Regions from separate parts of the Mus musculus genome. Here regions 1, 2, 3, 4, 5 and 6 are each linked to region 7. The links are chromatin contacts, called in public HiCAR-type, HiChIP or PLAC-seq and promoter capture Hi-C maps. All regions are on one chromosome and are shown on one strand. The core of a region is the stretch at or near the end of the contact, and the rest is flanking DNA. Distances in the headings are between cores, read along the strand shown.

What was found. Promoter capture Hi-C pulls out the DNA fragments that hold promoters and counts their contacts. HiCAR-type assays count read pairs that join an accessible place to other places. HiChIP or PLAC-seq counts read pairs in DNA pulled down with a chosen protein or histone mark.
Region 1: a contact with region 7 is called in a HiCAR-type map of astrocytes, with 6 times the contacts expected there. The contact joins the promoter of Cc2d2b here to the promoter of Tbc1d12 in region 7. A contact is called at or near these places in 1 of 39 promoter capture datasets (hippocampal neurons) and 1 of 115 datasets of contacts at active chromatin or transcription factors (astrocytes).
Region 2: a promoter capture Hi-C map of hippocampal neurons shows a contact between it and region 7, with 5 times the contacts expected there. The contact joins the promoter of Pdlim1 here to the promoter of Tbc1d12 in region 7. A contact is called at or near these places in 11 of 39 promoter capture datasets (the 3T3-L1 cell line, 3T3-L1-derived adipocytes, the C10 cell line and 7 more), 5 of 115 datasets of contacts at active chromatin or transcription factors (astrocytes, embryonic stem cells, large pre-B cells and 1 more) and 1 of 9 other capture datasets (liver).
Region 3: a contact with region 7 is called in a HiCAR-type map of astrocytes, with 5 times the contacts expected there. The contact joins the enhancer-like site here to the promoter of Tbc1d12 in region 7. A contact is called at or near these places in 1 of 39 promoter capture datasets (hippocampal neurons) and 2 of 115 datasets of contacts at active chromatin or transcription factors (astrocytes and stem cell-derived neural progenitor cells).
Region 4: a contact with region 7 is called in an H3K27ac HiChIP or PLAC-seq map of stem cell-derived neural progenitor cells, with 6 times the contacts expected there. The contact joins the promoter of Aldh18a1 here to the promoter of Tbc1d12 in region 7. A contact is called at or near these places in 1 of 39 promoter capture datasets (hippocampal neurons), 4 of 115 datasets of contacts at active chromatin or transcription factors (astrocytes, embryonic forebrain, embryonic stem cells and 1 more) and 2 of 9 other capture datasets (adipose tissue and pancreatic islet).
Region 5: a contact with region 7 is called in an H3K27ac HiChIP or PLAC-seq map of differentiating embryonic stem cells, with 9 times the contacts expected there. The contact joins the enhancer-like site here to the promoter of Tbc1d12 in region 7. A contact is called at or near these places in 7 of 39 promoter capture datasets (the 3T3-L1 cell line, the C10 cell line, hippocampal neurons and 3 more), 2 of 484 Hi-C or Micro-C datasets (gonadal supporting cells and uterus) and 8 of 115 datasets of contacts at active chromatin or transcription factors (astrocytes, cardiomyocytes, differentiating embryonic stem cells and 5 more).
Region 6: a contact with region 7 is called in a HiCAR-type map of astrocytes, with 4 times the contacts expected there. The contact joins the enhancer-like site here to the promoter of Tbc1d12 in region 7. A contact is called at or near these places in 7 of 39 promoter capture datasets (the 3T3-L1 cell line, the C10 cell line, hippocampal neurons and 3 more) and 1 of 115 datasets of contacts at active chromatin or transcription factors (astrocytes).

Annotation. Positions count from the first base shown.
Region 1 is chr19:40,747,515-40,751,310 of GRCm38.p6, forward strand. Cc2d2b (coiled-coil and C2 domain containing 2B) reads left to right here and starts at 1,303. Exons shown (of 35, transcript NM_001376940.1): 1 at 1,303-1,374.
Region 2 is chr19:40,269,328-40,273,218 of GRCm38.p6, forward strand. Pdlim1 (PDZ and LIM domain 1 (elfin)) reads right to left here and starts at 2,289. Exons shown (of 7, transcript NM_016861.4): 1 at 2,019-2,289. The coding sequence starts at 2,114. It overlaps Gm41845 (a long non-coding RNA gene), which reads left to right and starts at 2,239. Exons shown (of 3, transcript XR_877853.2): 1 at 2,239-2,453.
Region 3 is chr19:40,432,420-40,436,256 of GRCm38.p6, forward strand. The region is part of intron 2 of Sorbs1 (sorbin and SH3 domain containing 1); the gene reads right to left. Among named protein-coding and RNA genes, the nearest start is that of Sorbs1, 79 kb to the right of the region's middle. Within about 2 kb of position 1,827, at least 74 of the 459 cell types and tissues checked have an H3K27ac peak or open chromatin away from gene starts, as enhancers often do. A contact at or near this core is called in astrocytes and stem cell-derived neural progenitor cells, where this site is marked.
Region 4 is chr19:40,586,942-40,590,582 of GRCm38.p6, forward strand. Aldh18a1 (aldehyde dehydrogenase 18 family, member A1) reads right to left here and starts at 1,522. Exons shown (of 19, transcript NM_019698.2): 1 at 1,369-1,522. Gm27042 (a long non-coding RNA gene) reads left to right here and starts at 1,591. Exons shown (of 4, transcript XR_386705.4): 1 at 1,591-1,678; 2 at 2,914-2,966.
Region 5 is chr19:40,239,523-40,243,500 of GRCm38.p6, forward strand. Pdlim1 (PDZ and LIM domain 1 (elfin)) reads right to left here. Exons shown (of 7, transcript NM_016861.4): 4 at 3,884-3,978. Among named protein-coding and RNA genes, the nearest start is that of Gm41845, 30 kb to the right of the region's middle. Within about 2 kb of position 1,994, at least 138 of the 459 cell types and tissues checked have an H3K27ac peak or open chromatin away from gene starts, as enhancers often do. A contact at or near this core is called in astrocytes, differentiating embryonic stem cells, trophoblast stem cells and 1 more, where this site is marked.
Region 6 is chr19:40,374,712-40,378,881 of GRCm38.p6, forward strand. It overlaps Sorbs1 (sorbin and SH3 domain containing 1), which reads right to left. Exons shown (of 29, transcript NM_178362.1): 7 at 1,934-2,305. Among named protein-coding and RNA genes, the nearest start is that of A930028N01Rik, 80 kb to the left of the region's middle. Within about 2 kb of position 2,645, at least 37 of the 459 cell types and tissues checked have an H3K27ac peak or open chromatin away from gene starts, as enhancers often do. A contact at or near this core is called in astrocytes, where this site is marked.
Region 7 is chr19:38,834,208-38,838,022 of GRCm38.p6, forward strand. It overlaps Tbc1d12 (TBC1D12: TBC1 domain family, member 12), which reads left to right and starts at 2,372. Exons shown (of 13, transcript NM_145952.4): 1 at 2,372-3,239. The coding sequence starts at 2,500.

The DNA.
Region 1 (3,796 bases), core at 53-2,552, 1.9 Mb after region 7:
TTGCTCTTAAATTGCTATACCAGATGAGCCCTAGACAACAAGGATTTTATTTGGAATGAGAATTTGTCCAAATAAATTTTGAGGCGTGGACACAGTTAACAGTAAGTCGTTTTTTGTTTGTTTGCTTTTTCAGATAATGAGGCAAGTGGAACTTCTGAGTTCGTTCCCTTGTGCCGCAGGGTCTCTACCTCGCCTGGGCAGTCACCTTTGCAGCTGCTCTATTTCCCTACGTCCCTTTTCTCGAGGCCCGTTAAGTTTTAAAGACCTCCTAAGTGTCTTCAGAATCTCAGGCTAACGGCTCAATGGGGCGGACACAGAAAGAGGTTCATAAAAACAGCATATTGGAATGAAGGGACACACATCACTGTGCTCAGCCCCACTTGCAAACTCCCAACTGTATCAGTTCTGTTTAGGTCATCATTATTTTAACAAGGAACAAAGAGGCTTGCAGGGTGGGGACATACCGCTGTTTGATTTGTTTATTCATTTACTGCCTGCGATGGTGCGTTCGTGGTGTAGGTCGGCTTGCGGAGGCCACAGTGTGACGCTGGTTGTCTTCTGCCATCATACTACACTTTATTTGCTGAGACTTTGCTCTCTTCTGGAACCCAGAGCTTGCCCTGGGGGATTCCTGCGGCTGTCTCCACACTTGCCTGGCCTTACGTGGGTTCAGGGAATCTTAACTTCACTGACATTACAGTCTATGTGCTGAGCCATCTCCCCAGCCCCAAACTACCACTACTTCTCCTTCATAGATTTATTTTATTTTTAATTATGTTTCTATGGGTGTGGGAGGATATGTATATGTGTGAATGCAGGTGCTAGCCAGGCCAGAAGAGGGCATCAGGAGTTACAGGCAGGCGGTTGTGGGCCACCTAACTGGGTGCTGGGACGCGGGCCTCTGTAAGGGCAGTAAGTGCTCCTCATCGCTTGCTCTCCAGCACCCAGCCCAAGACTTAAAAGATATTAAATTTGTGACACGAATTGCAAGCTCTGAAAAAAAAATTGTTTGCACTGAGGGCTGTGGCATGGGGCCAGACACCAGTCTCTTGAAATGAAAAGCATCCACACTGCGCACCCGCTCTCCTGTCCCCTCTCCGTGGCGTGGCGCATGCAGTTCTTAAGCCGCCACTAACCCCCACCCCAAAGGGAGGGGCAAGAGAGGCCCGAGGGATGCGGGGGGGGGGGGGAGGGTTAGCTCAGGTGCACGAGGAGATCTCATGCACTGAGGCTGGATCAGAACCAGATGGCTGGGGAGGGGAGGGGCAGAGGGCAAAAACGCTCGCACTGCGCATGCTCTTCGGCTGTAGGCGTTGATAGCTGCTCAGGATCTGTCTTCACTTCCCAGACGCATCGAAAAGCAGTGTCCATCAGGTGAATGTCTTATCTCTCAAGGTCCCCATGACGGTACCAGAGTACACTGGGGATGCACCCCTCCTCTGTGCGGAATCCTGGGGCTGGGATAACAAGGCAACTAGGTGAAGTGGCAAGAGAGGGCACGGAACCGCGCCACCTGCCAGTCATCCCGGTTTTAGGAATAGGGGTGAAAACGTGTACATTTCACAGCTTCGAGGTCAGGGAGGGGTTTGGATTAAGTTCCGGTCAGAAAAATATTTCCTGAGTGGAGGAGGCTGGGCGGCTGGAGTTGAACTCTTTGCTAGGGTAAGCATTAGGACAACACCTTAGAATCAGCGGAACTACTTCAAGGTAATTTACTTCAAGCGGAACTTACTTCAAGGTAAGTACTGACAGAAGGCAGGTACAAGAGCTAGGAGAAAGTCCCTAGAAGACTACAGGATGCGAATTAGGCTCGAAATGTGGCGTGCAGTCCATTGAGAAAAGTTACAAAACTCAAAGCAAAGTGATGACCAGGAAAAAGCAGTCTTGCTTCACCCCTAGGTGGCAAGTGTGGCCCGAGGGCCCTCGCACTGAGAAGGGCCTCAGGGTTTCTCCAATTGAGACTGGAGTCCAGACCCAGAGATGGCTCTTCGACCTAGAATATAAACAGCACAGGACTCTCGCCAGTTTCACTAGACCCGGTGTCCGTGCTCCGTCGGTAATCCAGTGCACTCTGATAATTCTCAAGATCAGTTTCCAGGTAGCATCATTACATTGCCTTGGGTGTGTTAGATACAAGCCTTCAGTCCATAGGACAATCTGTGTCACCTGCACGCCTTCCTCAAACCATGCTGTAGGGCTTTGAGGGGGCAAAGGGGCAGAAGTGAAATCTTCTTGGTCTTGAGAGCACAGGGAACTTGGTTTTGATGTTTCCCAAAGATACCAGTTTACAGTTCAGAAGGTTTCTTTTCGGGCCATGCATGCATTCCTTGGGTCCTCCTGTCTCAGCTTCTCCTGTGTTAGGATTTCAGACATGCATCTCCAGCTGAGCCTGGGCCGAGATTCCCACTTCTTGATTTAGGGGGAAAAATCACAGATAAGTAAAAGATAAGAATTTCTGAACCTGTCAGGTAGTAAAATATCTGAGGGTCCTGATGCTTATTAAAGAATATGGCTGGTGGGAGGCTTTTGTTAAATTCTGCTTTTTCTGTAACCTGCTCCTAAAGGATAGTTGATGCTATGTGTTTAGTGGATTTTTATTTGGACAAAATGCAGCCCACTGTTTGAATTTTTATTGGAATATATTTTTTTTGGCACAACGTTCTAGCTCAAATAAAAGAAATTCTGAAGAACGCGACATAAGAAACACAACTGTCTGCAAGCATAACAGAGTATCATTAATAGTGTCAGGGATTGGTGCTTGCCCCGTTGGCTGGGTCTCAAGTTGGGACAGTTCTTATTGGCCATTCCCTCAGTCTCTGCTCCATCCCTGGGGCCTACATTTCTAATAGACAGGATAAATTTGGGGTTGAAAGTTTGGTGGGTGGGTTGGTGTCTCTAATGGCTCCACCGGGGTTCCTGCCTGGCTAATGGGAAGTGGTCTTGTCAAGTTCCATATCCCCAAAGTTGTGAGTCACAGCTAAGGTCACTCCCATTGATTCTTGGGTGCCTTTCTTATCCCAGTTCTCTGTCTCTCTTGGAGATGCCCCCTCCTCCTCATCTCGTCAGTTGCAGAGTTTATTTGCCTGTACGAGGGATATGTTCTTCTAGCTGGGCTGCCTTGTCTGGCCTCAGTGGGAGAAGAAGCTCCTAGCTTTGCAAAGACTTGAAGTGCCAAGGTAGGGGGATACCCAAGGGGCCCCCACCTGCTCAGAGGAGAGGGGGATGGGATTGGGGAATTAGGGGAGGGAGGCGTGATTGTGATGTAAAGTAAATAATTAAAATATTAAATTAAAAAAAAACAAAACTAGAAGTGTCGAACTGTATGACAGTGGATCCACTCAGCGAAAGAGGAAACCTACAGCCACACTGGACTGAAGTCTGTTCTAAGCAAGAACAAGGGGACATTAGTACATTTTAAGAGGTCCAGTAAGAACCCACAGAGAAGCAGGCCAGCCTGGTGGACAGAGTGAGTTCCAGGACAGCCAGAGCTGCACTGAGAAACCCTGTCATGAACAAACAAACAAGCCCAGGGAGAAACATATTTCTGGAATCACTGTTAGCTACTGAGCCATCTCTCCCTTCCTAGCATTCAGGGGTTTCTAAGTGGCAGCCAAAGAGTAAAACCTTTTACTAATACATTTGCCATCTGCTTGCTGTGGATCAAGAACTCTGGCTTCACTTGTGTTTTGGCACTGGACTTGTAGGGCATCTGATACAGAAATCGTTAATCCCCAGTTTCCTTACCCTTTAGAAGAAGGTTTCATTGCAAAAATTAATGACAATATTCTGAAAGAGA
Region 2 (3,891 bases), core at 1,039-3,538, 1.4 Mb after region 7:
GAAAGAAGGAAAGGAAGGAGAGAAGGAAAGGAAGAAAGAAAGAAGGAAAGAAGGAAAGAAAGAAGGAAAGAAAGAGAGAGGGGGAAGGAGGGAGGGAGGAAGGAAGGAAGGAAGGAAGGAAGAAGTTAAAATTAATTAATTAAATTAAATTAATTAATTCAGGAAGATCCAAAGCAATGTGCTTTCTACTTCAGGCCAACTTCATTTCTACACCGTGCCGAGTGCATCACTGAGCTATACTCCCAGCTGGCATTAAGCCTTTTTAGAAGCAGCCAAAATGACAAGTCACGACTATCCTTTCAACAGATTGCCAATACAGCCTCCCCTGCTTAAAAAGAAAGTTTCTCAGAAGTGGGGAAGGTTGACAGGTTAATTATAGACACAAAGACGGAGAACAACTGGACTATGAGGTAACTAACTCTAAATGTGCAGAGGCTGTGCCCTCCATGGGCAAGCATGTGTAGTCTGCCTGCCAGGATACACTAGGCAGGCACAGTCGGGTGCAGTCCTGGGCCAGCCAGACTTAGGGTAAGAGGCCCATATTGATGAAGGCATAGCTCCCAGGCTTGAAAAGGTTGGTGGGAGGCTGAGAAAACAGCTCACATTTCCAATAACAAAGAAATTTCTGGAAGACAAGATGGGCATGTGGAAGACCCAAGTCTTAAAACTGGGCTGCCTGCTCATTTGGAGTCGGCTGGTCAAAGAGCCCCTTTCTAGGCCAGGCCCACCTGTAAGAAAGCCTGAGTGACAGCCACTGTGGTTGTCAGAAAAGCCAAGAGGTGGCTGGATGATTCCACAACTTCCACCTAAGTCCTTCAGCTGCTGGAGGCATAGCCATAAGTCAAAAGGACCCACTGGGATCTTTCACTTCCATTTCCATCCCAGAATCCCTCTGAGATTTAAAAAAAAAAAAAAAAAAAAAAAAAAGACACATTTACAAGACTGGAGGAGCAAGTTTAAGGTTAGCTTCAGCAGACAAGTGTACAAAAGAATGGAATGTGGTCCCTCTAGGTCAGGCATCCCTGAGGTTTTTCTATCTCCTTAATTAAAAGATATTTAGTAACACCCCCGGGGCCCAGCGGAGTCACGCGCGCGCGCGCGCGCGCGCACACACGCACACACACACACACACACCTATATGAAAGGACTAAAAATCTAAAGTATTGACTCTCAGTGGGACATATTCCTTGTGTTTGGCCCAAATCACATAGCCAAAGTGTGGACTTCCAAATACCGAGCCTGAGTCTAACAGGGGGTTGCATTTCAATTACGGGCCACGGGTCTAGCAGTCTGCGATTGAGCCACCCGCCCTCCCACAGATAAGACCCAACCAAGAAGTTTTCAATCATCACCACCACACACCGTTAGTGCGCTTCCCCAAAAGGAAATGGCCTTATCGCGAATAACCTGGAGGGCAGAAAGGTGATCTAACCACCTTAGACAGGGAGAGACTACGGAGGTTTATCTGGGGTTATTTCCCAACTCCAGTGTTTCCTGTGAAAGGCTTTACAGAACCGAGAGCCAGCCACGGGTCATATCCGAAGAGTGTAAAATTGTTGTTTCGGTTGTTAGCTGAACGAATCCCATTCGCCTTCCAGGGAACTTTTCTGTACTCCATTCACCTTCCAGGACTTTCTATTGCTTCCGATTAGCTCTCCCCAACTCTTTCACTGTGAAGAGCAAGGAGTGTTAACTCTTGGCGCACAGGGTCTGCGGAGCCCCAGGTCTCCACGCCCAGGCACAAAGCTTGTCTGCTTGCCGCGCCGCGCCACGCTTCCGGGGCGCAGAAAGAAAACTGTCTTTGGCCTTGACTCAGCGCGCACCGAGCCCGCTTGCCCCGGAGCGCGGCGGTTGGGACGGGGTGGCAGATGGCACAGAGCGCTCGGCGAATGGCGCACCTGGATGCGCCCCACCGCGATCCCCTCGGAGCTCCAGTCACCCCGACCTCCATAGGGACGCAGCGCGCCGCCACCCTACGAAACCACCCCGTTCCCACGCGCGTCCCAAGACGCTCTTACCCGGGAAATGGCGAGAGGTTGTTCGAAGTCCTTGCCGCCCACGAGGCGGAAACCCCAGGGACCCGGGCCCTGGAGAACAATCTGCTGGGTGGTCATCGCTAGGCACAATCGGAAGGGACAGACAGGCAAGGCACAGAACTGCACGGCGCGCGGGGCTCCCGGAGCAGCTGTCGGAGAAAGAGCGCGCGGCGGGAGTTGGGAGATCCTGGGACGGGCGGGGTCGCGAGCGAGGGCGGGGACAGATCCGCCCCGGCCGCGTCGCTGCAGCCCCGCCCGGCCCGCGCCTCCACTCCCAGCGGGCCCGCAGGACCTCGCCAGACTCTAATCCGGGAGTTAGGCTCTTCAACTCCGCCCAGCAGCCCCGAACCTCCGCCCGCACCTCCTCCCGCCCTACCCACAGCCTTCTTGCTGCTCCCAACCCGGCATGAAAGCTAGGTGAGACCTAAGCCTTGTCCCCACCTACAGCAGACCTTACAAACCCACGCGTTGTGCTTTGCAAAAAGTCGAAAAGGATTGAGCGAGGTCAGAGCGGTTTACACTTTTGGAAACCGCAGAGCCGTTTAAGAGGCGCTTTCAAGTGATCTCACCTGACGCAATTAGGCGCTTTATCTCTAGTCCCATTTTAGAGATAAAGTCATTGAGGCTGCCCGAGATTATAAAGCACCCCTAAGGCTACGCAACAACTCGGGGTTGCTACTGAATCATTTTCCAGGCTCCTTGGGCCACCCTGGAAGCTTTCCAATGCTAATGGGACTATAACGGTTGGGGGGGGGGGTAGTCAGGGGGTTATAATTAGGCTCTACGAAGTTCCTAGAAACCTTTCCTCCTGGCTGGAGTTGAAATTGAAGGTAGGTGAATTCTGACGTTCCCAACAATTCCATCATGAAGTCCGGGGTGGACCAATGCCGGGAAAGCGGTGAATGGAAATTCCAGGGTTCAAAGCTCCCTATCAGTTTCTTCTGTGAGCTGCCCCCAAAATAAGTTCTCAAAACAGATTAAACCACAACTCATGCTGTCCACTGATGCTTCTTCACCCTGAGTAAAAATCCAACCCTTTAAATGCCTCTAAGGCCACTCCAAGAACGACTTGAATCTGCTGTAATCTGTCTCCAACTTTGACCACACTGGCCTCCTACTCAGAGCTTTGCCATCACGTGTATCCTTCCCCCAGATAACTCAAGGGTTTCTTGCAGATACCATCTTCTGGTTAAGGCCATTTCTGAGAGCCATTTAAACATCCCCTCTAGACCCCCTTTAACTTCCACTGCCTTAATTCTCTGCCCATCCCTGTGTAGTCTATAGTTTACTTATTAGTTTGTCCTACCCACATTCCTAAGCGCTAGTTTCAAGACCTGACGGGTTTTTATCTTGCAAACAGCTCACTGCGGTGTTCCCCGCCTAGAATAATCTCATGATGGATGTAATACATTAGCCAACCTTAGGACCACTGACCCCCTCGTGGTTTTCCTGGTTCCCATTCATTCGGGAAGCTGGACACAGGTTGAATGGATTTGTGAAAAGTGCAGCTCCTCGCGACCCCCCGCGGTCCTGGCCAATCTTTTGCGGGTCTCTGCACAGATTTACATATGAAAGGATCATCTTGTCCCTCACCCAACACAAAGGCCTGTGACGGCCAATGAATTGCTCATTTTTAGAAATCAAGGTCATTCCTGTTTTCTAGAACTTTTAAAACCCCTTCTTGGGCTGGAGAGATGGCTCAGCGGGTAAGAGCACTGACTGCCTATTCCAAAGGTCACGAGTTCAAATCCCAGCAACCACATGGTGGCTCACAACCATCTGGAATGGGACCTGATGTGTGTCTGAAGAGAGCAATGGTGTACTCAGATACATCAAATAAATAAATAAATAAATA
Region 3 (3,837 bases), core at 577-3,076, 1.6 Mb after region 7:
ATTATGTTACAGCATTTTAAAGTGTTCATTTCATCAGCAAACATGAAAAAATGCCTGAGTGACAGGGAGTCAGCAAATGTGTTGAAGCTGGGGTTGTTGTTCTGTTTTGTTTTGCTTTGCTTTATTCCCCAATACAATGATTTCCTATGTTTCTCAGCACTTCATTCGCAAGCATGACTTCATATTAGCCTTTTCCGGAAGGTTGTAATACCTTCAACAGGTCTCGCAATACAATAGACTTTTTTGGTCTTCAAAGCCAAATCCAGCCAGAGAGGAAGCACTAAGACCAAAAAAGACCAAAGTGTGATAGCTACCTTGGTGTGCCCCCGAGATCCCATTAGAGGACATGAGCTCAAAGTCACAGCTGATAGGGACATCAGATAGCAACAACACCAGAGATACCAGCACAGGTATATGAGACAGGACAGCGGCCGTCGAGAAGAGGGGACTGGCTTTTTACTGAACACATTTATGGTATGAAAGACTTTTTAATACACGCACAGCCATCTGCCTGCATAAATGGCTACAGATGTGCCTGCAGCCACTTTTAAAGCAAGTATATGAGTTCTGATCCCAGCTCTGACAATTCCTTCCAGAAAGTGTTTTAATACATTAGAACATTGGCTACCTCCACTATACATAAACAACAAGGAACAGGGACTAAGAGAGCTGGAGTAATACTTGCCCAGGGTCAAAGCTCTCAAAAATCTGAAAATCAAAATTATAGGTGTGTGTGTGTGTTTTTAATGATTATTAAATGTTTTCTCATACAGTGCTTTATAATTTTTACTTTTAACAATCCTCTGGTAAGGGCACTATTGTTTACTCCTTTTTACTCCTTTAGACAGCCCCAGAGAGGTTTAGCAACTTTCCTGGGCTCCAGAGCAATGGAATGTGAACTTCAGCAGCCTAGCTCCAGGCACACTCTACTGTACACTACACAGTGCAAGCCTACTGTCATCGTCATCATATTATGATTACCCTTACATCAATCCCAATTTCACAAACGAGAAAAAGGAGGCTCAGAGGTCGGTCACAAGCCAAGATCACAAAGCTGGCAAGTGGCCAGGACGTGCAACCCAATCCACATGACTACAAACAAGGTCTCCCAACCAGTGAACAGACTTCAGTCCACGGACATCTCCATGTCAGACCTGATGCTCTGAAAATGCTTCTTCTTTGTTAAAGATAAAGGTAGCGGCAGCTTCCTTTAGGAGCTGAAAGATTTTTCACTTCACTTCTAGACCAGATCAACCCTTCCCACACTCCCTGGGGCCCAGTCCAAACCAGCCGCAAACAGCAGGTGCCCAGTCATGGCTGATGCCAACAAAGATGACGATGACAGAAATACTTTAAATGCTGGGCTATGACTTCCAAAGGGAATTAGACAAGTCTGTTATTTTCCTTTTTTTTGGGGGGGGGGGGGGGAGGGGCAGTTGTACATGGCAGAATGCTAGCAATTTCTAAAGCACTGTGAGCAAGTAGGTCCTAACTCAACAGGTGGGACGACGTTTCTCTTCTTTACTCTTTCCTACCAACCTTTCAATTCACAGGTTCCACTCAGACTTCCCTATGTTGTCACCTGCCACCCTAGAAGACAACTATTAGGTTTGATACTCTAGACTCACACACACTCGCGCGCGCGCACACACACACACACACACACACACACACACACACACACACACACACACACACAGAGTGGTCCTAGCACAGCGCCTTGCAGATGAAAGGCTCACAATATGTCTTCCTTGATTAGAATGATGGACCAGGCTGGCTTTCAAAGCGCTCCCTTCCACTGTGCAAGTGTTGCCAGGCAGCAGTCCTGTGCTGCTGAAACAAGGATGTGAGAATCATTTTAATTAGCACTCTCATTGTTTGTATGCAAATGCACACCCCTAACGTGGGCTCTTTAAAAAGCTTTCCTTAAATCAAACATCCCTCACTGTGATTTGCCTCTTTAAATCCTCTTCCACAGACAGTAAAGAGATCAACCTCAATAGAGCCAGGAGTCTTAATGATCCCAGGTCTGTAACAATAGACTTGAACTTCTTTGCTCTATGAGGTCAGCTCAGGGTTTCTCCTTGGACTTAGTCATCCCAAAACAAAATGGGTCCCAAGCTGCAGAACAGGGGACCACGCCTGGATTGCAGGCTGAGGGTCTTCAGGGTCACCACTGATTTTCCCACCTCCCTCTCCCTTCCCCACACACTCTGCTTTCTACTCAGGCTACTGAGTTCTCTCCACCAGCCCATCCCTAGTTGGTTCTTTCCTTTGGCTTCTGACCTGGTGGTGGGGGTGCCTCAGCCCAGGGAGAGGCTCACAAGCTCCAGGAACATTCAAGCACAGTGGAGTTGTTAGTAGACCAGCCCAGCCCAGCCAGCCCAGCCCCGTCCTGGGTGGGAGTCCTAAGGGACAAATCATCTGGGGATTAAGGGTGTGCTGGGAAGTTCTGGGTGGTCAACAGGGATGAATCCTGTAGGGAGTCATTACCTCTGCCCTGCAAGGTTGTAGCAGGCAGCCAGAAAGCCAGCCACAGAACTGGAGGGAAGAGGAAAAAAGATGCTGAGTTCTTGGAAGGGAAGTAGGGAAATCCAAGTTGAGAAAAACCCTTTGGTTCAGAGAGGGTTGGGAGGCAGAGAGCTACAGAGTCTGGAAAGTTCTTTAAAAGGCTCCGAAGCCCTCCTAGCACTGGAATGTTCTATTAGTGTCTGGGCCACAATAAAGGGAGCGGGGTAGAAGCTGAACAAAGCACTTGAGAAAAAGATAAGGCCTTGGATGAGTTAAAACAGTGGGGTATGAATAACCTTCAGGAGTGTGAGACTGCGTGGGCCCTAGAGGACAGCTTTGGGTGTTGCACTTGTTTTGTTTTCATTAAAGGCAGCGTCTCGCTCACTTGGCACTCAACAAGTAGATGAGGCTGGCTGGCCATCCAGCTCTGACTGAATGAGCCACTCTGCCTGACTTCATGTGGTTTCCAGAGATGGAACTCGGGTTCTTACAAGAGAACTCGGGTTGTCCACTGTACCGGCTGAGCTATCTCCCTAGCCCCGTCTGCAATTTTAAAGTTGTTCTCTTGTCAAAAAGAGAGGCAAAGAGGTAAAGAAGCTGCTGAAGTGGCCACTGTAATACGACAAGAAAAACTTGCCATGTGATGCTGCCCCATCCAACCACAAGGAGGATCTTTTTGGGAGGAAAAACCCATGAAAGCAACTGAGGCAGAAGACAGACAGGTATGAGACAGGCCAGCCTCAGCTGCTTTAGGAATGGCAGGTTTCCAGGTCCATCAGATCCTTGGCAAAAAAAAAAAAAAGTGACATAACTGCCATTGATGAATCAGTGATCCTTCAAAAATCTCCAGGATGGAGAATGGGTTGAAAGAAGGTTCTAGAAGCATACCAAGAAATCTCACATCAGCATCCATAAAAGTTCAAACCTAGACAATTAAATAAATGAATATCTAAGAAAAGCAAATACTGACTGCCACGAAAGGACATATGTTCACAATGAATAAGTACGGAGCTAATCAGCTGCCTTTCAAGATTAGATATATTAGATGGATGTGGGGGTCACTGGATCTCTAATGAAGCTCTGTATTTCCCTGTGAAGATGATAAAAAGAATTATCATGTCAGCATGATGTCAGCATGATGTCAGCAATCCAGCAGACTTACACAAAGACTAAGTCACCACCCACTAAATGTAACCAATCTGTGGCAGGCATCTGAATCTAGCCCTGTCCTGGACATTTTGATAAATAACATAGCTAAAGATGACCAAAGGAGGGAGGGATCACTACCCCTCTAGACCCTGTTACGACTGGTTTCTAAAAGGTCTT
Region 4 (3,641 bases), core at 272-2,771, 1.8 Mb after region 7:
GTATGCTACACAGGGTGGGAATCCACACAACTTTAGATTGGATAGATCTAAGTGTTGGCTGTCCTTGCCATGGAGATTGCCAACTCAATCTCCTCATCTGTAAATGAGGGATAATAACGGTTTATATGGCCTGAGATCACCGTGGGAGTGACACAAGGCAAGGCTGGAAAGCGCCTGGGTGCACAGATAAGGCTATTGTCCACCCCCCTCTTCTGTCTTTTATAAGGCACTGACATTTCTTAACCTTTCCACTTACTTCCTTCACTGACACCAAAAGGTCAAAAGAGCCACTGATGGACAGCCGTGCTTAGTGGCAAACGCCTGTAATCCCAGCATTCGGGGGAAGTAGAGGCAAAAAGGATCAGAAGCCCGAGGTCGTTCTCAGCACACAGCCAGTTCTAGGCCAGCCTGGGCTACATAAGACCCTGTCTCAGAAAAGATTCTGATCGGGTCACATGCATAGTTCTAGACTGTTTACCCCTCTCTTGTCTAAGCACAGAAAGCTCTGAACGTCTGAGATCCTTGGAGGTATGAGGTCTACCATTTGTCTCTGGCCCAGGGAGGCAAGATCTTATATTGCAAACGACTGTTCAACCAGTCAGTTTGTTGTGACAGCAAAAACCAGACAGGTGATGCAAAAGCCCAAAGGGTATATACGTGGAGACTCTGTGATCGAGAGAGAAGTTCTTATATTTTAACTCAGAACAGCTTTCAAGTGACTAGACACAAACACACGGAGAGCTCTTATCTCACTTAGAGAAGTGAACTTCAGTCTCAACAAACTACCCAGAAAAACACATGCTGAGTTCATGGTTCACTACTTAATAGAAAGACAGAAACTCAAAGATAAATGTTGTTGCTTCGGAGGGTGGGGGAATAAGGCTGGGGTATGGCGTGCGGGGTGAAGAATCTGAGCGCACCCTTTCTGTGCCAGGAGATAATTATCACACACGGGGTCTCCGGGAATAACCCTGGCTGCAGGGAGAATCTCCTATGTACAGGTTCCATATGTCAGGTCGCGAGCCACAGAGAATTGCAGACTCAGGCCCTGGGAGTGCGTCCGTGGATGGTTTCACACCAGGTGTATGACTACTCGCAGCACAGGAGCCCTGGAAGCCGGTTGTGGACTTGGTAGGAAGAGGCTGCAGGGTCCTCCAGCCTCCGCTGGTAGCATACCCAAAAGATGGCCAGAGATCCCTGGGCCTCCTAAACCCTGCACCGGGAGCTGTGCATGAGCATCTCAGAGCACCTGGCTGCCCCGCGCCGCCGCCGGCTCCCGTGTCCACGCCCCTCCGGACCCGCGGCTGCACCCCGCATCTCCCCCTTTCAGTGAGTGTACCCCTTGCCCGGTGCTGCCCAGCCACCTACCTGCTGGCCGCCGACCCCAGCCCTGGACCACTCTTCGCGGCGACCGCCCTCTCCTCCGCCTTTTCTTCCGTCTACGTCCAGCTCTCCGGAGTTGCGTCAGCCGCGTTAGACTGAAGCCCCGTAGCGCCGCTGACGTTGGGAGACGGGTCTGACCCACGCTACGCCACGGCAACGGCGCAGGCGCTTCTGAGAATCGCGCCCACGCTCCACGTGGCGGCCCCCTCCCATCCCCAGGCTCCGCGCCCGCAGAGTATAGGGGCGGGGCTTCGAGCACCCAGAAAGGAACCTCCCCAGACAGCTTCCCAGAAAGGTAAGGAAGACTGGCTTCTAGTTGCTGATGGATTTCATAAAGCGTGTTTGACAGTTGATCGTCTATATGTCAGACTCACATTAGAAATAGATTGAATCAACAAAGACCGTCTCCCTCAAAACAAAAACAAAAACAAAGACTGGCTATTGAAAAAAATTGGCACCATGGTAAAACAAGTTGGCACCTAGTTACCCGAAAATAACAGCCCAAGTGTTTTCAGCAAAGGTGGTGGTAAGAATACTGCATTTTAAGACGGTGTGTTTAATCTCTGATTATTAATAACCACTGATTATCCCAAAGTTGAATGCATAACGGACACAGATCATCTCCTTCCGGGCTGGCAACGTTCTCGTCCCATAGCACCGTTCGTTGCAGGGAGGCCATTGTCTAGAGAAGGTCAACTGTGGCTGAAAATTGGTTCTTTATGCTTTTGTAGTCCTGACAATGCTACTGAGCCTATTCATTCATTTTCTAATTCACTAAAGGGAACTTACCACTACTTCTCAGTCCATGATGCAGGAGTATGGGGGGAAGGGCAGGGGGCGGGGAGCGGGGGGGAGTGGGGGGAAGGGCTAAAAGGAGGTTTCAGCTTAGGAGAGATCCACGCTCATGGATGATAGGTTTGCAGAAGAGAACATCTGGCTGGGAGCTCACCATACAAAGATTTTGAATCTTATGGGTCACCAAGTCAGTGAATCCAAACTTCTAAAGCCCTGGAATGATATGATCAGGTTTTTGTGTCGGAAATCAGCACAGAGGTGTAGAAACTGGGAAGTGGGTTAGCCTATTGCAAAGCGCCCTGTAAGAAATAAAGCAGACGAAAGGCGCCGACAGGGGGCGTGGGAGCAAAAAGGAAGGCGCGCTCACAGCACTTTTTGCTAAGGGTTGAGTACCAGGAAGAGGAGTTCTTTGAAATGAAATGTGCGTCGGCATATGAGATCTAGGAAGAAGCTGAGAAAATCTGTGCTTTGGGAAGGGTGTTGGCGCCAGGACGCGTTAAATTTTGAGCACGTTGAGGGTGGGGAGGTGGGGCATTAAAGAGAAACAAAACAGCAGGCGCTGATTAGATCTGGTACCCGGGCTTCTAAAAAAAGTGGGGGGGGGGGGGTGCGTGTGGGTGTGTGTCAGGGGTGTAACTAGACTAAGGGACTGGAGCTAAGTTAGAAGGCGATTCTGATTCTTCAGTTCACCCACAGATCACCTTATTGTAATTGCTTGTCTGTCTTCCCTCCTAGGGAGCAAACCTCTGGACAGCAAGAAAGCATATTCCTAGAATATGAGATACTTTGTAAGTATTTGAGGAGTGAATAATTATTATGTCTTTAGTTAAAAAAAACCAGATTTCTCAAAAAGTGAATTGGAATTGATCATCGGTGCTGAAAAAATAAATAAATAAAAGAAAATGAGTTGTTAACATTCGTGTTAAACTGGTGTTCCTTGAAGGTCATTCCTTCAACTCCAGCATTTCATAGGCAGAGGTCAGGGGATTAGACCCTAGCCAGCCTGGGCTTCATACATAGTGAGTTCCAGGTCAGCCTGGGCTCTGCAACGACACACTATCTAACAGTGTCTCAAAGAATCGAGCACGAAACTCCTTAACTTTCTACTGTTTTTTTATTCTTTCAGTGATAGTTTACTTATTTGCTCTGCCACTAATATTCTACTTTGCCAGTGGAGAGAAAGGAGTGCGTTAGATGAGTGAGGAGAAGGGAAAATCTGATTCTAGGCACATAACCTGCTTGTCTTTCTATGAAAAGCAAGAATTTAGCTAGAGTGTCTTTCTCACATACTCAACAAATGTTCTTTTTGTTGACTGGGGGTGGGGGGTGGATTTTAACTTCTTCTAGAAAATGGGAATAAGGTTCAACACCACCAGGAAGTCATGCAGGAAGTAGGACATTTAGAATATGGTCTTTCACTCTGTAGCCCTAGCTTCCTTGGAACCTGCTGTTCTTGACTGATT
Region 5 (3,978 bases), core at 744-3,243, 1.4 Mb after region 7:
ATAAAATAAAAAAATAAATTAAAAAAAAAACAATTCTGGGAAAGTTTATGCATTTAGTTCTAAAGGGAATTCTTGATCTGGATGTTCCCTGTATTTCAGTCTCCAATGATAAGAATTGAGGAATAACTCTGGATATCAGGAGAAAGAAGAACACTCAGACTCTAGTCAGCCCTCTGAGGTGAGGTACAGGCACATCAGCTACAGAGACACGCAGTCTTCCTGCTGGAGGCCTTCTGATCCTGCTCCCAACTATGCTGGGTGAGCATAATCAGTCCCCTGCTGCATTTTGAAGAGATAGCAACGACCCTTTATCTCCACTGCATTTGCTTAGAAATCCGCTTCCTGAGTGTTTGGGAAATACCCTGAACACGATTTGGGAGGCCTGGTACTCTGGAATTTCTATGCTGGTTATGGAAGTTCAACTACTCATACCATGAAAAGAGCCATCTCCCCCAGAAGGATGCTGGCCAGGGGTACTGACAGCTGAACTTAGGCAATGACTGCGGGGAAGAAAAAAGTCCACGGTACGCCGAGGCAGCTCTTCTCTGGAACATGCTTCTATGCTTCCTGTTCCCTCTGAGCCCCTGGCACTCAGAAGTGCTGAGGCAGACTTCTCTCCATCAGTGAACTCGGCAGTAACCAGCATTCCCTCAGCACCTTCCAGTACAATGTAGTGCATTCCCTTGACAAGCTGGTGGAAAGGCCAGTGGCTAAGAGCCCACCTCAAAGATCAGGAGACAGGGTCTCAGAGGACTTACAAGGTCTGTCTAAACTCACTCGGCTGGCAGGAGGCAGAGTCATTTTCTAGGACTCTATCTACAAGCCTGAAGAAAGTAGTAGACGTCGAATAAATTATGAACTCTAGCCTGGGCATTACCAAATTTTAACAGGTCCCTCCTACACATAATTGAAGAGGTGGGAGCGAAGGTGCTAGCAATATTTCTTTCACAGAACTGGTACTCAGTAGGTACTCAAAACAGGATCACTAAGCTGAAGTCGCCTAGAAGGGAAGGGCAGCAGAGGGCCTCCCTCTCCACTGTCAGCAAGGAGGCCTGCTGAGGAGACAGACCCTCACCTGCCTTTCCAGATGGTAACGCTGCTGACGACATTCTGACCTGCCTGGGATGCTGCTGTACCAAGATCTACAAGACAGATAAGACAGACAGACAGGCAAGACAGACAAACAGACAGACAAGACAGACAGACAGACAAGATAGACAGACAGACACTGCTGCTGACATTCTGTACCAAGATCTACAAGACAGACGGACAGACAGACAAGACACACACACACACACACACACACACACACACACACACACGTACACACACACACACACACACGTACACAGCAGAATGATCTGAAGTGCTTGGACCCCTCCCACCACCCCTCAAAACAAAAAAACAAAGAAACAGGGTTAGCCCCAGGGAATGGGCAGTGACCTCAGAGGTAAAGTATGTCATGAGCCAGTTCTGGAACATCAGCGAATTCAGACTAAACAGTGGGGGTGAGCCAGCCCCTGGCCTTGTGCTGAGCAGGGATGGTTACGGAGTGCCTGCCCTGGTTGGCAGGATCATCTGAGAATATACTAGAAACAAGCCACCAGGCAGAGATCCCTACGCAAGAAACATGGCAGGCTCAGCAGCTACTTTCCCTCCAGCTTCAGGGATTCCCACGGCTTCTTAGATTCCTGCTCCAGGAGCTTGGGTTGAAACAGATAATGGGCCCCCTTTGCTGAGGGAATCTGCAAGGAGACTTGATGAAGACCTGCAGGCTGCTGCAGCCAAAGAAACCATGCCTGCGTGCCAAAAGCAGACAATGGGAGGGGGCGGGGCGCAATCAGGGAGCATGAGCGAAGAAGAAGAAAGAAGACGTTAAGGAAGGAAAAATATCTAAGGCAGCCACACTAAAAATACTTTCCAGGCACATACTTCTCTCAGTGCATAGCAGTTCTTTCAATTAAGGATGTGTCATTTCCTGGGTTATTAAATCCAGATCATGGAACATTCCACTCGGGGACAGTAAAGGAAGGGTCACGTTCCCAGCCTCTCCAAGCACCATAAGCAGCGGAACACAAGAATGGTGGTCCTTAGTGTTCAGATCACTGAGCTGCATGCAAGCTTCCCTTCAGGATGTGATACTTAGAGGATGCCCTGCCTGGCACTTTCCCTTGTATGCCCAGCATCCCCATAACCACCTAGAAGGGCGTCAACCTACCAAGCAGGTAAGACCTCGTGGGAACCATAATTGGCGTAAGAGATAATAGTTCTGGCCACTACAATTAAAGCCAGTGAGCTTCAGCCTCTTCTGAAACCAAAACCTCACCAGACTCTAAGGAACATACAGATCTGTTCCATCCGGTCCTCTTCGTGCCAGGGGCAAAGACTTGTGTGCAGGAGATGGCCAATAGTCTCAATATCTGTCTGATCTGTCTGTCTTCATCTGCTACCCTCCCTCCATCTCTCTCCCATCCCTTCCTCTCCCCAGACCCTGAAGACCACAAACACAATGGGGGTTCCTGTAACAGCTCTCAAAATAGTTAAGGAGCCTGGGACTGTAGCCCCATCCCCACAACTTGCATTTGAAACACTTAGCTTGCACCTAAAATGAGCTAAAATTTGGACAGATGAATAAGGAAGAAACTGGATGGCAAAACAGGCTTTTGGAGTTAACACAAAATCTGAGCGAGTAAAAGTCTACACCATCCCTGTGGGCTGTACATGAACATAGGGCTCCACAAGGGTAGCTCAATTGTGTTTGAACTGCGCTCCTTACCCTGCAGGCCCATCCTCAGGCATGAGTCCTAATCTACTCCCCACCCTCTGTCATAACACCGTCATTAACACTGTCATGCCCAGTTCCCTTGCCATGGGTGACTGAAGTGTCCCCAAAGAGTTAGGGACAGAGCAAATTTAGGGCCCTCTGCTGGAAGAAACAGGAGACCAGATAGAGAGGTAAAGGTAGATACAGCCCACAGGTATGTGACAGAGGACATGCCTGCCAGGTTCCACCTGCGGTCCCATCTCTCCTGTTGTTAAGCCAGCTTCTGTCACAGGTCAGAACCCATCCCTCTAGGCAGGAACTTGCAGCTTCATGGATTTAGCTCTGTCATTTCCGGTCTACATTAGTGAGGAAGCAAGCATTGCTTCACCGAGACTGCACAACTGTGTGTGCTACTAAGATCCAGTGGGAAGCATGGAGCAGTCCTCCCAAATACTCTACAATGAGGACTCCCTCAGGACACGGGATGACGGTCCTGTGAACGACCATGACCAGAAGCTGAGGGTGACCACCAGTGCTCAGGACAGGAACGATTCACCACCATTACAAGATCTGTTTGTGTCCGACATGGTGCTAGGCATTTTATATATTTTCTTTTCTCGCTGTCATGGGTGTGGATATCCACAGGTCACAGTGTGGGTGCACAGGCGCTCACACACATGTGGAGGCCCAAGGGTGACATCCAAAGTCTTCTTCCATTGCTCCTTACATTATTCACCGAACCCAGAGCTCACCCATGCAGCTCTTCTGTCCAACCTGTTTGTTCCAGATCCCGTCTGTACCTCTGAAGTTACTGGAATGACAGCCAAGCCACCAAACCCATATACAATGTATGAATGTGCTAGGAATAGATTCGTGAGCTCAACAGTAGGCACTGCAACCTTTGAGACACTGCACCAGCAACACATTTCCTTATTTTTACTACAACCTCTACAAAGAGGAGGGAAAGAGCCCTTTTCATGTGTAAAGAAATTCAATGTCAAAGGTTTCCCATGCCCACCCCCACCCCCACCCCCAGGCTTAGTAGTTCACCTTGCTAGAAAAAACTAAAGGAAAGAGTCTCCCTTTCCCAGAACCTGGAGACCTCAGGGCTCTACTTACGGCCTGCTGTTCGCCTCCTCCCCACTGGCTGAGGTCTTCGACTCCACAGCATTGTTGAAGTTAGAGATGTTTTCGGATGAGTAGAGGCCAGTTGG
Region 6 (4,170 bases), core at 1,395-3,894, 1.5 Mb after region 7:
ATCTCTCGCTCTCTCTCTCCTGTCACCACATAATACAATGCCCTGAAAATGGCTCAAAAGCAAAACAAAACAACAACAACAGCAAGAGCAACAACACTATGAAAGTGACAGAGGCTCGCTACCAGCAAGGGTGTGTGGGAGCTAAGTTTTTCCAGCAACAGAATGCACGCTCATCAGAAGAGGTATGGGTATCAGCACCCTGGACAGCTCCTGATACACAGTAGGGGCCTTTGTCACCCAGTAGGGGCCTTTGTCACCAATACCTTGGTTGAACTCTTTTAAATGTTCTCTATCTAGATAGCCACTTCTATGAGCTCAACTTTGGAGTAAGATCTTTTTCCAAGGCTTGAGGGGTTTGTACCAATCAACTTAGGGTCTGGATGCCACCCTACCAGGCACAGAGTACACCAGTCTGCAGCAAAGATGAGCTGCAAAGCTCAAAGTAAGAGATCCAAGCTCACGGTTCTATCTGGCTTAAATCCTGCTCTATCTATAACTGCACTGAGCTGCATCTGGAAGGTTGGAGAAGAGGCCCATCCCATGATGCAACAGTTCCCAGCTTTTGTGTGTTTGACACCTCATTACAATTTCCCCACTAAACTAAATAAGACGTTTCCTTCCTGTTCTCTGACTCGATTCGGCTTAACAAGCCGTTTAACCTAGTTTCATGGGCACACTTCTTCCAACAAAGGACGCAAGTAAATGTTCAGTCCTAGCCGCAAAACACGTGGTACTCACTGTACCACGTGTCAATAGTGGTGGTGTTTATGGCTCCAACATCAAAACCCACTTGATACCTGCAACCAAGTGAGAGGCCCCTGCTCCTTCCCAGACCCACTCAATCAAATCTATGGTATATAAACTAGACTTCTCCAGTGCTCGGATGATCCCATGCGCACCAACCAGCCTTGAGAGTGGATACTCTCTACCTAACTCCTCCAGGCCGTCTGAAAGCAGGAGTCCTGGCTTGTTGTAAGTGCACCTGTGAATGAATCCTAGTTGCTTAGAACATCGATGAAACCATCACTAACCTAGCAGTTCCTTTAACATCTTCATTCACTAGGGTAAGTCCTCAGCAACGCAGCTAACAGGAACTAGGACTTCCCCTAGGCTGGGCTGAATTGAGTCCACTGAGTCCCTATCATAGGAGTGGTTACGACATGATCCCACTGAGCCAGCAAGTGTCCTCACATTATGACTTATGATGTCCATTCAGATTCTTTCGCTCCGGACTTCTACTGTATCAGAAGCAGCTGGGCTGTCTATAAAGAGACTCATTCTGAACAGAGAGGACTTTTACATTTCCCACCGTTACTGATATATGTGTTTGCCACCAAAACCACAGTGGCCTCCTCCTCAGGGGCCCTAGCAATTATGTCTTGTGAGAAAGTCTTAACACATCAGTTTTCAGATCTATTTACTCAATTAGACGCACCGCCCCCACCCCCTTTCTCTCCCTCTCTCCGCTTCTGTTTAACAGAGTCCGCTTCATGAAATCAGCCAAAGAATAAAAACTTTCCTCCTCATAAACTCTCTTCTTCCTCGTGTCCTATCACCAAATCTGCCTGTGGCTTTCCACAGCTTTTCTCAGCCTTCAACACTACATCTGCCCTGACCTAGGAAGATCAGGACCAGGTGAGGTAAAGATCACAGACACTTCTCAGAGGGAAGACAGACTTCCATCAGAAAGACGTGCGTTCCCAACAGAGCAGAGGAAGAGAGTGTTCTTGAAAGGCCAAGAGTAGCCATAGGTGGCCCATAGGATGCACAAGGGAGACATGCTCTCAGGGATAGCACACACAGATCCAGCCAGCACACAAGCACAGTGGCCAAGGCCGCCTCAGAACTTAGTACTTCAGTGAGAAAGGGAGGGTTTTACTGCCAGGAGCAGACATTCAGGGTAGCCGTGGGGAAGGGGGTCCAGCAAGCTTACGGTACTTGAGACAGCTCCCGGGAGGTCAGGCTCCAGGCCTCTGTGGAGGTCCTCCGGGACGGGAGGGACCAGCGGAGGTGGTGGTGAGGGTGGTGACGTCTGGCTAGCAGGGGAGAGGGAGCCACAAGCACTGGCTGGCTGGCTGTGGTGGGGCCGCCTCTGCAGGTGAGGGGGAATGAAATCATCGAGTGTCGGGAAGGTCAGAGGTGAGGCAGCAGGGGTGGTCGCCGGGACAGTGTGGACGCAGCCAAGTGGCCCCAGAGATGCTGGAGTTCTGGCAGTGCCTTCTTGCCCTTGCCCTCTGTCAGTATTAACCAGGTAGAGAGGAACAACTATTACCTCAGACGGGGCTGAGCTGGAGGAGGTGGCACCCTGTGGGAAATAAGGGGTTGTTACGCAGTTACGCAAAGGGGACGGCAGAGAGACAGGAATTCCACATTTAAACAGTTGCGCGTGGACATGCAGTGATGCACTTCAAGAAATATTTAATCAGTGCCCTTTCCTCAGAGTACATGAGACAGTCAGTGCTAGCCAGCGCTAGCCAGCTGGCCTCCTGATACTCTATGACACAGAGGGAGCCCCATCCAAGTTCACTTTCCGTCTGTCTATTTTTGAAACCTTTTAACACTTTATGAGAGAGAAAGAGAACAAACAACAGAAGAGAGTCAGGTGGGCAAGCAGACAGCGTTTAACCCCACAAAACTGCCACAGAGCCCGCAAGCTTGGGAGCAAATGCAGTTTCTTTAGCACCTTGTCGTAAGACTTGAACACTCTTACCACGTTATTAGTCTATGAATTCCATGGTCTGGCATACTGAGACATTGACAGACAGGAGCCAGGGAGACAGGAGAGGCTGTGCTCAGAGAGTTAGATAGAAGGACTCGGGATTCAAGTGCTGTAACACTAGTGAGGAGAGGGAGGGCAGGGAAGCCCAAAAGACAAGTGAGCCGCTTCAACCGGTTCTGAGAGAGACAGTGTAGAAGACACACAAACATTCCTAGATTCTTGCCTTGGCTGGATAACACGGCTGCAAAAGGTAAGTTTCTTTGTTCTTCTGGTTTTCGGGATCAGAGGTAACCTGGGGGCCTAGCCTGGGAGGCCTCACTGCATCTGGGAACGAGGCCCATGTCCCCAGTGTGTGATTCTCACCGCGGTTACCGTCATCTTTGCGGTTGTCAAAGAATAGCTTGGGAGGGTCAGGAGGAGGAGCAGGGGGTGGTTTTCCTGTGCCAACTGTGGCTGTGCCAGGGACAAGGCAGGGAGCTGGTGCCTGAGTGCCTGCGGCCTCCGAGGGAGTGTCTGGGGCCGAGTCACGTGCAACAGGAGGGTAGTTTTCCGATGATGCCCGGCAAATGTTATTGGATAAACACGGGACATATAAGCTGCTGACCTGTTTATTCCCTGTGGCCTCACAACGTGTGTTAGAGCTCACATTCTTACTGTATACTAATCGGGAGGCTACATAGTATTGCTGGGGTTGGGAGGGCACTTCAAGGCCCATGGACCCCAAAAGTAATGAACGGGGACATGATGCATTTCGGGGAGCCAACCTAGCTCCCAGGGGAACAGAGGTGGGTGTAGGCAGTGAGGGGTTCTGTTGGCTGGGGGTGCTGGGTGGGATATAGGGTTTTGGTGAACTCATGTAAAGGGAGTCCTTGTAGTTGCGGTGGATAGTGGGGGACTGCCATGCGAAGCGGTCCTCTTGAGGGAAAGGAAGGCATGGGGGAGACAGAACCTTTAGTAGTGGTTTCAAGATATGACATCAGAACAGAGAGAAAGAAAGGGAGGGGAGAGATGGAGAGAAGGACCATTAGAAACAGCAGCATGGCATGGTAAAAGACAAAACAACTCTTTTGACAGAACTGTAAGCAAATCCTTCTGGTGCCCACAGCTGTTGTCTGGGCAGCTCTGAGGACTGCCTCACTTACCTGCAGGGCTGGCCTGCCTCACAAGCCAGGGAGGCGGAGCCAGCTCCATCACTAATGCTTGTCTGCCTGCATCCTGACTGTGGAGGAAGGCCCTGAGCTGAGTTCTCTTTCCTTCCCAACCCCCCTTTAAAAGTCTGAGTTCACTAGAGTTGTCTGAGCTACTTTAATTCTTTCCCTCTAGGAAAAGGAGAAATGGAAGGCCCTTCTGTGTGTGTGTTCACAGGAGTCCCTGGTTCTGTTCTCCACTCCATGACCATACAGAGTTCTCTTAGGGGAGGGCATTAAAAAACTTTGAGTCCATGTGTACTC
Region 7 (3,815 bases), core at 1,122-3,621:
ATATAATGTATCTTATAAGGAGACATTTCTTTGTTAAACTCTATAAAATGTTACTTACCAGATAAGGCAGAAAGTTTTTTTGTTTTTTTTTTTTTGTTTGTTTGTTTTTTTAAGTTTAGTTATTTTGAGTCAGAGTTTTGCTGTGTAGCCCAGAGCAGCCTGGAATTCTGATTCTTTTGCAGAAGCCTCCAGAGTGCTGGAATTGACACATTTGTCACCCCCTTCCTATCTCCCTCCCTTCCTTTCTCTTTTTTTTATTAGTGAGTGAAAAGTGCTATCTCATAGTTTTGATTTGTTACTCCCAAATAACTTATATGCTTATTGATATTCCATTTAACATATCATCTCGAGAAAAACACATATATTGAAATTTTTACACTCTCCCTTCCCTGTTTTTGAGCAGAATGACTCACTGGAAGTCACTATGTGTTAAAACCAAGCCTCCTATCTTGGCCTCCTTGTCTTTTGATTGATTGATTGATTAACTGATGTTTTTAGTTTTTTGAGACAGGGTCTCTCTGTGTAGCCCTGGCTGTCCTGGAACTCATTGTGTAAATGAGGCTGGCCTTGAAATCAGAAACCTGCCTATATCACCTGAGTGCTGACATTAAAGTCGTGCACTACCACCACCTAGTCAAGTTGTCTTTTAAAATATTGAATTACAATTTTTTTCTTGAGATAAAAGTTTGCTGTGTAGCTCATGCTATCCTCAGATTTGCTATGTAGCCCAGGCTGGTCTTGAACTTGAGATTCTCTTTTGCTTCACCCTAGAGAGTTCTGTAATTACAGATGCTTTCTACCACACTGGCTTATTTCTGTATGTATTCTGGGTACTGTCCCTGTAACTAATACAGGATCTATCTACTCTCTCTCTCTCTCTCTCTCTCTCTCTCTTTCTGGTTTATACACATTCTTTGGTTTTTCCTTTTGAAAGATGTTTTGTGTATGTATGTTCAGGTGTGTGTGTTCCTATGTATGAGGTAAGTATACACTCATATTTAGGGAGGAGAGAGTTCAACTCAGCTGTTACTCCTTTGGGACTGCCCATCTTATTGTCTGAGACATGACCTCTTAATAAGATCTAAGGCCAGCTGCCTTAGCCAGGCCGGTTACCAGAGCATCCCAGGGACTGCCTCTCCAATGTTAGCTGTACAAGGGCATTCTACAAAGTGGCTTTTTATGTGAGTGCTGCGATACAGGAAAGGTCCTCATGCTTGCATGACAACGTGACCAACTGAGCTATCTTCCACCTTTCAAAAGATCTTGATAATAAACGCTTTTACTGCTTTGTTTTGCTAAGTATTCCATTCTATTTCTATACTTGCTTTCAGAGGCATTTGTAGAATGAATGGTCTCTAGTTACTGCATTATCCTACTACAACAATGTCTATTTGGGCCTTTTACAACAACTTCATCTCTTCTGAAATACCAACACTATTGGGTCTCTGCCCTATGCTCATTCTTCTATGGAGGTAGAGTCACTTGATATCCCCCGACCCCCTTTGTGGCTTACATAAATGGCCCCTTCGACCAAACCAGAACTTTAACCCAAGTTTATAACTCTCACTATGTTAGTTAATTCCAATGTCTTTCCCCAATCCAGTTTCCTGTTTCTTCACACCACAGCAATCTCATAGCCTTGTTATTCCTGGCTGCTCTCCTATCACTCCTGTGGCTAGTTATTATGTCTTGCGATTCACACATTAAATACATTTTATTTCCACTAAACGGTCATTATATCTTAATCCATTACCACAGGTTGCTGCAGTTATTTTTTTTAATATTTATTTATTATATGTAAGTACACTGTAGCTGTCTTCAGACACTCTAGAAGAGAGCATCAGATTTCGTTACAGATGGTTGTGAGCCAGCATGTGGTTGCTGGGATTTGAACTCAGGACCTTTGAAAGAGCAGTCGGCAATCTTAACCACTGAGCCAAACAGTCCTTCTCGCCCTGGCTCCATTTCATTTCCGTACCCAGGTGACACGACAACCAACAACCAACGTGTTAAAAAGTGTTAGGAGATCAGACTTTGGTAAACATGGAAGACTAAGTGGAAAAGATAGGTAAGGGGCTGTCATGTGGACAACGAAGCCCTGAACGGTTCCAGGAGTTCTTCACTGCTGTTAGAGAAGGTAAAAACTGTCAAGACAGGAGCACTTAAACTAACTTCCTTAGTTTCCTCTCACAAACAAATCGCCGTCAAGTGATATGGTTTATGCGAAGTGAGCCTTGCCCTCCCTTAGGCTAAGCACTGTCACCCGGGTGGAGGATCTCAGATTGTCCTCCCGGGTCGCTCTAGCTGCCGTCTCTATGGTTCGGGGACGCGCCGGGTCGCGGGCAGGCCCGGCCCCGCTGGTGCGCGTGCGCGATCCCAGCGCGTGCCCGGCCTCCGGCAACTGCCCCGGCCGCCGGGTGGGAGGGGTGGGTCCGGGGACGTCGCGGCGGCCGTGGCCGCGAACCCTGCACGCAGGGCAGTCCTCCTCCGCCGCCTCAGATGATGGGTCCCGAGGATGCCGGAGCCTGCTCGGGAAGGAACGCCGAGCTGCTCCCAGTCCCGGGGCCCATGGGTCAGGACGGGAAGACCGTCCCGGCCACCAGCGGCTTTAGCGGAGGCGCTGTCGCCGCGGAGCCGCCGGAGGAGGCTGGAGAGGAGGAGGCGCCGCCGCCGCGGCAGCTCCTGCAGCGGTACCTCGCGGCGGCCGCGGGCCCGCTGAAGCCCGGGCTCGGCGGGGCGGAGGCGGAGGCGGAGGAGGCGGCGGCGGCAGCAGTCCCCGCGGCGCGCGGCTCAGGCATGACCAACGGAGACTCGGGCTTTTTGCTGCGCCAGGACCGTCGCGGCCCAGAGGAGGCACGTCGCCGCCGAACCTGCGGCCGTCCCTGCCTGCTGGAGCCCGCGGACGAGGGCGTGGACGGTGCGGGTGGCCTGGACGACTGGGCCGCGCCGCTCGAGGACCCGCTGCGGAGCTGCTGCCTGGCGGCCGGGGACACGGACGACCCGGACCCCGCAGCCGCCACCCCTGCCGGGAGGGCCGTCGAGAGCGCGGAGCCCAGCCTCGGCCTCCCCGACGCCCGCTTCGGCTCTCGGAACACGTTCGAGGTGAGCCGCCGTCAGAGCGCCGGCGACCTCCTGCCCTCAGCGGGGCCGTCCGCACCCTTGCCAGCGGCAGAGCAGGGTCCCGGGGGCACCACGGCTCGGGCTCGACGGAGCGGTGGCTTCGCGGATTTCTTCGCCAGGTATCACACTGGCCGCGCGAGGGGCTTGGGCGGGGCCGGGAACGGGCTGCCTTCCAGCGTACGGAACAGGAACGTCGGGACTCAGCTTTGATCTGTCGCTAGGGTAGGGGGACCGGATGGCTTTGTGAGCTCCGGGCCTGGAGCCAGGATTGGTGTTACTCCGTCCCCAGGAAGCGTTGTGCTTCCAGGTCTGACCAGCCTCCCAATACTACACATTCAGTTTCTTCATCTGGAACATCAGATAACCACTGCCCTATTATTTTTTTGTAATTGTATTACTAGGATTTGGACTGGGCGGGCGGCAGTGTGTGGTGTAGAAGTCTGTGAAGTTTATTTGCTTGGAGTCTAAGCCCGTTCCATTAGTTTGGGGATTCGAGGTTTTTTTTTAAAAAAAAAAATAATTTAACTGCACACTTATTTTGTGTTAATGTGTGTGCGCACATGTATCCTTGCGTGGAGATCAAACAATCTTTGGGCTCTTCCTCTCCCATTCTCTGGATAGGGGGGATTCAACTCAAGTCAAGTCTAGTGGAAAATGTCTTTGCTATTTTGCGGGCTTAGTTTGGGGATTCTTAA